Regions from separate parts of the Rattus norvegicus genome. Here region 1 is linked to region 2. Evidence: chromatin contacts called from public HiChIP or PLAC-seq data. All regions are on one chromosome and are shown on one strand. Each heading gives the region's core, a stretch centred on a gene start, on an enhancer-like site or on the middle of the called end of the contact. The rest is flanking DNA. Distances are from core to core; before and after follow the strand shown.

Evidence for each region. HiChIP or PLAC-seq counts read pairs in DNA pulled down with a chosen protein or histone mark.
Region 1: a contact with region 2 is called in an H3K27ac HiChIP or PLAC-seq map of oligodendrocytes, with 5 times the contacts expected there. The contact joins two enhancer-like sites. A contact is called at or near these places in 1 of 12 Hi-C or Micro-C datasets (frontal cortex) and 1 of 1 datasets of contacts at active chromatin or transcription factors (oligodendrocytes).

What each region holds. Positions count from the first base shown.
Region 1 is chr14:36,869,684-36,874,829 of GRCr8, reverse strand. The region is part of intron 3 of Gabrb1 (gamma-aminobutyric acid type A receptor subunit beta1); the gene reads left to right. Among named protein-coding and RNA genes, the nearest start is that of Gabrb1, 31 kb to the left of the region's middle. Within about 2 kb of position 1,494, at least 32 of the 93 cell types and tissues checked have an H3K27ac peak or open chromatin away from gene starts, as enhancers often do.
Region 2 is chr14:36,599,892-36,604,968 of GRCr8, reverse strand. All of the region lies in intron 4 of Gabrb1 (gamma-aminobutyric acid type A receptor subunit beta1), which reads left to right. Among named protein-coding and RNA genes, the nearest start is that of Commd8, 200 kb to the right of the region's middle. Within about 2 kb of position 2,143, at least 29 of the 93 cell types and tissues checked have an H3K27ac peak or open chromatin away from gene starts, as enhancers often do.

The DNA of each region.
Region 1 (5,146 bases), core at 245-2,744, 270 kb before region 2:
CTCTGGACTCCTGAAAGACCAGCCAATGCTCTTCACCACTGAGCCATCTCTCCAGCGCTATACAACTTACTTTAATAATAAAGGAAATACACTCTTTGACTGTTCTCCCTCAAACACAGCAACAGCACAACTCTTCTCTACAACACTCAGACAGCATTTTTATTCACATTTCAAATCCCATAGAATCTTCTGTGACAGAGGGACTGCTCGAAACATCAGGAAACTCGGTGATGATGAAGAGTGATTCATACTTGAACACGTGTCTTCAACATTGCTTTCAATGTCTGCCATATTGGAGACTTCAACTTGCTTCACTCCTTTGATAGGAATGAATAATCAAAATCCATGCAACTAATATCTACGATCAGATAGGTGGAAAACATTTTGGGGGACTTACTATATAGACAAACCTGGCCTCAAAGCTCAGAGGTCTGCCTGTCTCGGCTTCCTATGTACTGGGATTAAAGGTGTGTACCACCTCGGTTGGCTTGAGATTTTATGCATACAAGATTCTGAGTCTAACCCAACCCTCTCCTTCCCCTCAATGTTTTCCAATTAAGGGTGGTGCTACCATTTGCTCTATTTTTCTAAGTCAAAACATTGGAGCCACTTACAAATTCTCTCACATTTTGCATCCAACTATTAACAAGTCTTGTTAAACATATTGTTTAAAATATATCCAACATAGTACCATGCTTTTAATTCTCAACTCAAATCCAAGTTGCATTAGTTCTTTCCTTGGTGTTTGAAATAGTCACCAGACTGGTTCTCTACATTGAATTTTGCTACCTTCAATTCAGAAACTAGAAAGATGATTACAAAATACCACTTGGGCATCCGTCCTTTACTCCAGGCCAGGCAATGACTTGCTCTCTTACTTAGGGTAAAAGCTGAAGACTTGATAAAAGCTTTTAAGACTCTAAGTATCTCTCCATGGCAAGCTCTTCTCCTGTTTTTATTCTTGTACCCACTCTGATGAGCAACACACATGCATACCCTGGATAAAACAAGTTTGTTCCCTGGTCTGATTTTCACAGAGAGCTAGCTCTAAGCTTTAAACTTGCACAATTTGGGGAGCCCATTTAAGATAAGAGAGTACAAAAAATAGATTTAAAAAGTGATTGTGATAGGGAAGCAAAATATAGCACATTTGTGAACTGAATCAAACTAAGAGACATTATGATACACTATCATAGGAAAACTCTGCTGCTAGGATCCAGCGTGTTGGATAAGAGCAGTGCACTTGGATTTCTGGGCTGGGAAGCCAGCTGTGGCTTAAACAAGAAAGAACTGCAAATCACATAAAGCTATGCCACAAATCTCAAACCAAATGATCCTCCAATTGTCCTAAGTAGGTCAGTGATCACTCCGGTACAACCTGGCAGGATGGAGAGAAGGACGAGGGAGATGTGCGTAGAAATGGCAAGGGCCAGAAGTGAGTTAGTATTGAGATGCCCCACTGTGCACGACTGTCAACAAATAAATCAAAGGCAACGATCTGAAAGGAAGCGTGGGGTCACTCCAGAGCCGCCATTCCAGAGCCTGGGTGGGATTTGTTGTCTCTTCTGAGTGTAGCCTGTCTTACTTTTTTAATAAAAACTGACATAGGTACCCTATCATCCTCATTTCCTTTCTCCATTTTCCTTCCCAGCATTTATCAACTTAGTATTTCATTACTCACCTACTTACTTCTGTAGTGTTTCTTTCTTTGTAGAATGTCAATACCAATACCAAGAGGGGGCATGATTTTGTATGCTGATGCATTGTGAGGCTCAAACACTTTCGATAGGTAGTGGGGCCTCAATAAATACATACTGAAGGAGTGGAGGGGTAGATTACATCCACAAATGTTCTTGAAAGCCAATGAGATTAAAGTGTTTTAAAATGGTACGAGGACAGGAAGATCTCATTGTTATAAAGACATTAGTGATTCAGTTTTGGCATCTCTGAAAGCCTGCTTCCTTACAGAAGGGGTATTTAATTGGAAACTACAGAGGAAGGACTTTGGCAGACCAAGGAGAGATTTGGCTGGGTTTTAATTATGAATTTGTTAAAATTGGCTTGTACTTTGTGTAGTGGCTTGAATGCCGTTCCCATGGTTTTACCTCACCACTGGGAAAAAGCTGGTGACATTTTAAATGGCAGTAGATGTTGGAAAGACAAATGGCATACCACACATCAATGGCACCATGCTGCCTCAAACCAATAACAACCCTATTTAATAAAAATAATGTTTCACTTCTCACATAAAAAAGTTTCTTCTCTAGAATCTAAATGTGCATTGTTGATTTGGTCCAGACATGTGATCTTTCCCCCCTTTAGCCTAAGTTGGAAAACTGCCTCCTTGTTGAAGCTGTGCAATTTTTCAGTTCCCCCTGGACAGCTCGGCAGCTCATCGCTCACAGTGATGGCTCCATTCACAAAATGGCATCATAAAAAAACATGAGGGGAGATAAAGAACCCATTGTGAAAAGAACCTTAAGACAAGCAAAAACCCATTGGATCCTTTACATTATAGTCCCAATGAGCAGTGAATGGAAATGTCTTAAAATTATCCTGTTTTAAATTCCCCCTGACATGTGAACTCCAAATTGCTGGCTGCAGTGTAAAGCCTGATGGTCTTCGAATTAGCTAAGCCCTTTAAATATCCTCAGGAAAATGAATGGCTGATCATTTCCCTTCATGCCCATGGGCTAAATAATGAAGGAGGAAAGGATGGGCCCTATCCTAAATCGTCATCCAATGGAACCTTGATATACTTAGAATAGCAGAAAAATAGGGAAAGTGATATTCACCTTACCTAAAGCTGACCTCGACATAGCAGAACTTTACACTGTAGTTATCACACCTATGTGTTTAGTTGTGTGTCAGTGCAGTGTGTGGGTTTATGTTAGGTGACTGAGACATGAACCTCATCAAAATACCTTCTCCTTTGAATTAAATTAAGTAATGCGTGCACTCTGAGACATATGGAGACAAATGAATTGCTTAAGTGTGCAGAGTATAGAAGCCTCAAAGCTAGAAATGTGAACCAGTTAAGAACTGGGAAAGAAGCCAAGTCTAGCTCTCTTCAAAAAGGGATGACTTCTCCAAGTTTTCCTTTTTGTGACTCTGGGCACACACTCCAATTGTTTCTCTAATCTTTGCCTTATATCCTTCAGTCTTCATTTCTGTGGTTCTCAGAGGATCTCCGCACATGGAATTGATTTAGACCACATTGGTACGGGAAACCTGACGTGAAGGAGAAGTGTACACACACACTTCCTCTGTTTCCTCTTGATGGTTCAACATGGCTGCTTCCTCTGCTCTTACCTGTCTTGCTAGCATCAGTCTGTAATTGTCTTCAAATTCTTTTCTCCTTGCATAATATCTATAATATATATTGTCCCATCAAATCTCTCCATATTACCTTTTCTCCTCTGTGAAGATAAATTGTTTTCTAATGATTACTTCCATACATACATACTGTTCATCCTTGAATGAAGCCCCCAACACAGTCTGTCATTTTTCATTAATATGTGTGTTTGTTACAAATTCTCATATTTTGCATCACCTTAGTAAATGGGGGATACTCCTCAGTGAGTATTTTGCATTTTCCTCGGCTGGGCCCTTGTCTCTTTCCCAGGATGCAGTTTCATCTTCCCTGAGGGACCACAACTCCGCCATATCCATTAGAGCTGCTTCGAGATAGTTGTATATTTTCACCATGAATCTCAGATTGGAACATCCTTATCTCTAACTCTGCTCATTAAAGACTTTTCCGTTCTTACTTCATTGTGGCCTTCTACTTTCCCATTAAAAGAAAAAACAACACACACACACACACACACACACACACAGAGAGAGAGAGAGAGATAGAGAGAGAGAGAGAGAGACTTTTGCTATTTATTGCACTACATTTTATCTTGACTGTAATTGTTTTCTTTCTCCCTTCCTTCCTTCTTTCCTTCCTTTCTTTCTTTCTATCTATTTGTAACAAAAAAAATTCCTCTAATGCCTTGACTATATGGCTATATCCAAATTCTCTGAACACGTTCTTACCTGATCTCATTCAAATTAGCTTCAGTTTCCACTCTTAAAATGAAAGCAACTCATGTTAGGCAGGCACAGTTCTTCAGGTTGCTATACCAAGTGGCCAGTTTCCCTTCACTGATTTTCTTGTATCATCAAGGAACATTGTCCGTCTTAGAGATGCTCAGACCATCTAGTTAATGAAGTCACCTTCAATTTTTTTTCTTTCCTTGTATCTCTTTCTACTTCCGCCAGTGAAATCTGAACCCCATTTTCCTATGTTCTGAGTCTGAGCAACCATCTTACTCACCGCTCTTTTCTGGGTCGTGGATATTGTCAAAAGCGTGTGAACTGATGCCTGTACTTCATTACTATGTCTCCATCTGCACAATTGAAAAGGTAACCCAATCCTCTTTCTGATGGTTTGTTTTGGTGATTCTTTGTATTCTATTCTTTATTTCTAACAGATTGATTTCAGCCCCAATTTTGATTATTTCCTGCCTTCTACTCCTTTTTTATCCTTTTCTTTTATTGGATATTATCTTTATTTACATTGCAAATGTTAGCCCCTTTCCTGGTTTCCCTTCTAGAAACCACCATCCCATGCCGCATCCCCCTGCTTCTAAGAGGATGCTCGCCTACCCGCCTACACAATCCCTCCCACCTCCCCGTCCTGACATTCCCCTAACACTGGGGCATTAGGCCTTCACAGGACCAAGGGCCTTTCCTCCCATTGATGCCCAACAAGGCCATCCTCTGCTATATAGGTAGCTTGAGCCATGGGTCTGTCTATGTATACTCTTTGGATGGTGGTTTAGTCCCTGGGAGCTCTGGTTGGTTGGTATTGTTGTTCTTATGGGGTTGCAAACCCCTTCAACTCCTTCACTCCTTTCTTTAGCTACTCCAATGGGAACCCCATTTTCATTTCAGTGGTTGGCTGCAAGCATTCACCTCTGTATTTGTCATGCTCTGTCAAAGCCTCTCAGGAGACAGCTATATCAGGTTCTTGTCAGCATGTACTTCTTGGCATCAGCAATATTGTCTGGGTTTGGTGGCTGTATGTGTATAGGCTGGATCCCCAGGTGGGGCAGTCTCTGGATGACCTTTCCTTCAGTCTCTGCTCCATACTTAGTCT
Region 2 (5,077 bases), core at 894-3,393:
AAGGCGATTAAGTTGAAAATAGAAAATGCAATTATCTCATAATTTTTCCTGCCTGGACACCCTTTCTGATAAATAATCCAGAGAAAATTAAGAAATAAATACATTTACTTTATATACATGTATTTCTATATTCCTGTGTGATGTACATACTATATGTCTATTTTATTTTTTAACTAACACATTTCTTAAGTTGGACCTACACGGATAAGCATGGAGTGCGGATGAACGGCATCAAATATAGGAGATGGCCCTGTTTCCAAATGTGGGTCTACAAAGAGCCAAATCACACCTTTTTTTTTTCTTTTTCTTTTATGTTTTCGGAGCTGAGGACCGAACCCAGGGCCTTGCGCCTGCTAGGCAAGCGCTCTACCACTGAGCTAAATCCCCAACCCCACACTTTAATGAGTTGATGCATTAACCTACCTCATCTAGCATTCTGGTTTCTCCAAAAAGAGGTTCTGATTGGTCTGTTGACCACCATCCAACATAGAGCATCTCTTTCCCTGACTTAGTCGACCTCTGACCAGGCACACTTAGCTTCAAGCGTCAGAGATGGCAGAATCCCTGGAATCCAGGGGACCACATCAGCCTCTATGGGAAAGACATCCTTGAGAACGCCATTCGAGGATGCACAGTTTCATCTCTTCTTTCTAACACATGCTCTCATGGAGTTGCAAGAGGGGACAGGTGCAGTAAGGGAGAGGAATGGTAGAGAAATTGAGAAGAATGAAGTTTACCAAGCAAACTTGAGACTGTTCTGTGATCTAGTGTACCAGTGAGGGGGATGGACCTTGAGTTCCCCCCAAATATTTTTCTTTGTATGAATTCTAAATAGCGAAGACTCCTTTTTTTTTCAAAATGCAATAGCAGAAGCTTCAGAGGAGTACGTTTTCATTTTTGAAACATTCATCAATTCTGTAGCCGAAGTGAGAGCTCATTACAAGGACTCCCTCTTTGTTCGGTCACTGTGAACTAGATGTGCAGTTTCTTTCCCTGGGGAAGGCAGGTCTAAGAGCTCAGGATCCCTCAGGCTCTCTTTGTATGCAGCTCATCCGCTGGGCACCTGCAGGGCACAGGCACATTCCTGCATTTTGTGGATTCGAAATCAGCAGGAGGAGCCTTGTGGTGGCGAAGTGAAGAGTTGAGCCAGGGTAACTATAATTCTGGAGCTCTAAGTGTAAACATTTTTATGAAACATGGAGGATCCAGGACTTTCCCTTAAAGTTTGCCATGTTAAACGATTAATTTGTTATTCCCATTTTTGTGTTGTAATTTTTTTTACTTTTGAAACTTATTTTTCCTGATCTGTAAAATTTCCAAGACTGGAAGAAGTTGGCAATTCAGGTTTCTTTCTCAGTGTTATTATTATCTGTTATATTTCACTTTCAACAGCTGCATGCTACAGAGAAAGAGAGATCACAAAGTTGATCCTCTACAAACACCCAGTGCTTGCATATTCAACTATGCGTTCTATTTTAAGTATTTGGGAACACAACGGATACAGTGAACACTGTCTTACTATATTCTTTAATATCCCTTCATCCAAATAGTCCAACTTTTAACTATTTATATGTTCTAGAATAATGAGCTTGTTTGCAAGGTTTGCTAGTATGAATATCCTCTATCAAATATTTCACTGTGCAAATTTTATTCTTACCTTCTGACTGAATCTTAATGTAATTTTATGATACTGCTTATAGGCAATAAACAGAGACCAAAAGGAGGGCTATAGCCACAACAGTGGCTACACATAACAAGATTATATGAATCATTAGTGCAATGCACTCTAACTCACTCAGTAATTATCCATAAATGGAATGTGTATAATTTAGATGACCTACCTACAGAATCCTAGGGAGGAAAAAAGATCAAGAGAACTCATGATGTGCTGGCTTTACAAGCCTTAAGAACTTCCCTTTTTATAAACACATCTATTATTTATGTGCAGTATTCTTGAACATTTCTATCCATCATGTTATGCAGAAGCTTTGCAGAGTGAAATCCTCCCAGGCAGCTTCTAGTCATCTGGGGCATCCTAAGCTGCTATATTTATTCATGTTTCAATGAACATGCTAAATAAGAAGCTGGCCGGATGACGCAAGAGCCATGGATACTGAGCTCCCTTCTTAAGCTTACAGTCAGGCAGTAGTTCTCTAGCTAGGATTTTTTCCTGTGCAGAATATAAGGTGAGTAGGAGTCACTCCCATACCGGGAAGTCAGCCAGGCCCTAAAACCACAATGTGATATACTTGGGAGAAAATTTATCCTGTCAGGGGGAAGACAAAGTGGCAGTCAAAATTCAACTCCAGTCCTGGTCTTCCTGACTCGATGGTTGCATGGACCTCTGCTGCTCAGGGCTTCAGTGCACTGTAGAATAAAGAAGTAAGACAACTAGAGTCCTTGCTCTCTCTGCTGGAGACATACAGCCTAGAGAAGGAGGCAGTGCTCAGAAAATAAACAATTGGATAAAACTATTATATAAGAAAACAGAGTAAGAATCAGGCTTCTTACTGATTGTGAACTTGCTGATTACCAGCATATTATTGTTAAAAGGATGTCTCCTCCCACAAAGACTTAGACTCTTTGAAGTTACACAAGCACACACAAAATCAATGAAGGCTAGCCAATTTTTTTCTCTAAATAAAACTATATAACTACATATATATATGGACACAAACACAACATATGTTGAAGTTCTGTATACACACAGATGCATACATTTATATACATTCAAATATCTGTATATATACATAAATAGTTTTCTTCTTTGTTTTTTTAATTACATGGATTTATTTGTGAGTGGCGTATATATGGGCAACCATGGCAACCTATCCATGTGCAGGTCATTGGAAAACTTGTGGAAGTTGGTTCTCTCTTCTACTCCATGGATACTGGGACTCAACTAAGGTCATCAAACTTTTCAACAAATGTTTTAACTTGCCATGCTGTTTCCCCAAACCTGGATGGAACGGAGCCCATCTCTCCTTGCCTCTTTTTCATTAGGTTTTTATTGAGCAACTAAGAGCTGGAAATGTAAATTCTTGCCTCAGATCTAAAATCTGTTCTTTGTCCGTTTTCTGGCCTCTGGTAAATTCACTTAACAATACCAAGGAATCCCCAGGTTTTATTTTTCAGTCAGTGATGTAAAGATTAAGAGTAATACGTAAGTACCAAACTAGTATTCCTTGGCTTTGAATGTTTCATCTTAAAAATTGGTGTTTGGATTGCTGAAAATTGTTTAGTGAGTTTTGGCTTGGGGTGGGACAGAATTTCAATTTTTGAATAGCACTAAACAAGTTTCAGTCATCTTTGTGCTTATTTACGTGACACCATATTCCCACCATTGACAAGTGTAAGAAGTTCTAGTTAAACTCTGAAAGATTTCAAAGGTGTTATACATCCTACAATATTCAATCTCCAGCCAAGATTTAATTCCTTCTGCAAAGCAGACCTAACCGATCTCATTAATAAATAAATTTACGTAGAGAGTAAAAAGAACAATACTATCTTATAGGGCTTTTTGTGGACTGTAGGCAGTGGTGTATATAAAAATATTTAACAAAGTTGCTGGCACATTGTTAAGAAATCAATTAATGTTAGTATTACAATTAGTAATTAAATTACCTTAGTAAAATAGCCATCTACAGACATTGAACCCATTATCATCACCCTCCCTCTGGGATCATGTAATTATTAGAGACAATTTGCTGGATTCTGTTAAGGAGTATAAAGTCATCTGCGTGTAGATGGGGGTTATTTTCTGCAGCTGCCTATGCACTGTTAAATATGTCAGGTGTCCCAACCAACTGCCTCCTGTGGCCTAAATGGAATTTCCTCTCTGTGTGCCCTATCCCAACCACTGTAAATATTACATCACCCCCAGTTAACTTCAACATACGGAGATGGTTATTGCCCACGCAACTGTTTTAAAATTGAGGACCAAGAGGCACCTCAAGTGCACAGGCAGACATCGCCTCTGCAGGACACTTCAAGGGCAATGAACAGCCGCTCTGCACAGGGTATCTCACTCCTTGGAGAAATTAGGGAAATCCCCGGCCCCACCCACTCATACCATTTTCAAGGCTGTGGTGTCTCAAGCACCACGTTGCTGACAACTATACCCATGGCAGGGAATTTGAGGACCTTTTTCTTTGGACTCAGCTGACATCCAAATGGCCATTTTTTTCAGCTAAAGGAAACTTCTATTAGCTATGGAAGAACGTTAATCCCTTAGATGGTATGCTTTTAACTAGTTTCTGATCAAATATAGACGTGAGAGTCCTAGAACTGCTAATATGGACACTACAAGATAAGAGAAATGTCTCTGTATATTTGAATCCACTATTATGAGCCAGTCACCAAGAAGGAAATATTTCAAAATGGTCTGTGTCCTTGTAGCTTACCCCACCTCAGTCCATCTGTAAATGTAGGGCTTAAATAACCACTTCATTTCAGGGGCAGACAGAAGGTCAAAGGTTAAATTGAGATAGGTAATTTCTAGCAGTGTCTAAGACCTTAAGTTCTGGAATAGAGAAGATCTCGGTTCCTTTGCGCCCAGCTCTAACTCACTATAACATATGCTTGAGACACTCAGCTTATCCAGAGAAAGGTTACAGACTGGGTAGTGGCTTCTTGGGAAAGAGCTCTTGCTCTGCAAACATCAGAACCTGAGTTCAAACCCCCAAAACCCCACATTAAAAGCCAGGCATAGATTCCCATGCCTCTAACTCAAACTTTATATACATGTAGCAGTGTGAGGACATGGGTATTCCAAGGGCACATTGATGAGCTACCCTAGCTCAGAGTGAGCTCCCAGCGTGCTCTAGTTTGTCTTGGGGTAAATAGAATGGTGACCCATAGAAGATAATACCCAGGGACTGCTCTGGCTTACCCATGCTCCCAATGTGCACATACTCATACACTTAGATCCATGTATCAGCGGGGAATAGGGAGAAGGAAAAGGAGGAGGAGAAACGATAGAAAAGAAAATAGAAGAGAAGAAAGGAGAAGAAGTTTTCATTTACAGTATTAAAGATTCCAGCATATGCCTGGATAACCCAGTACTTTGCACCTATAG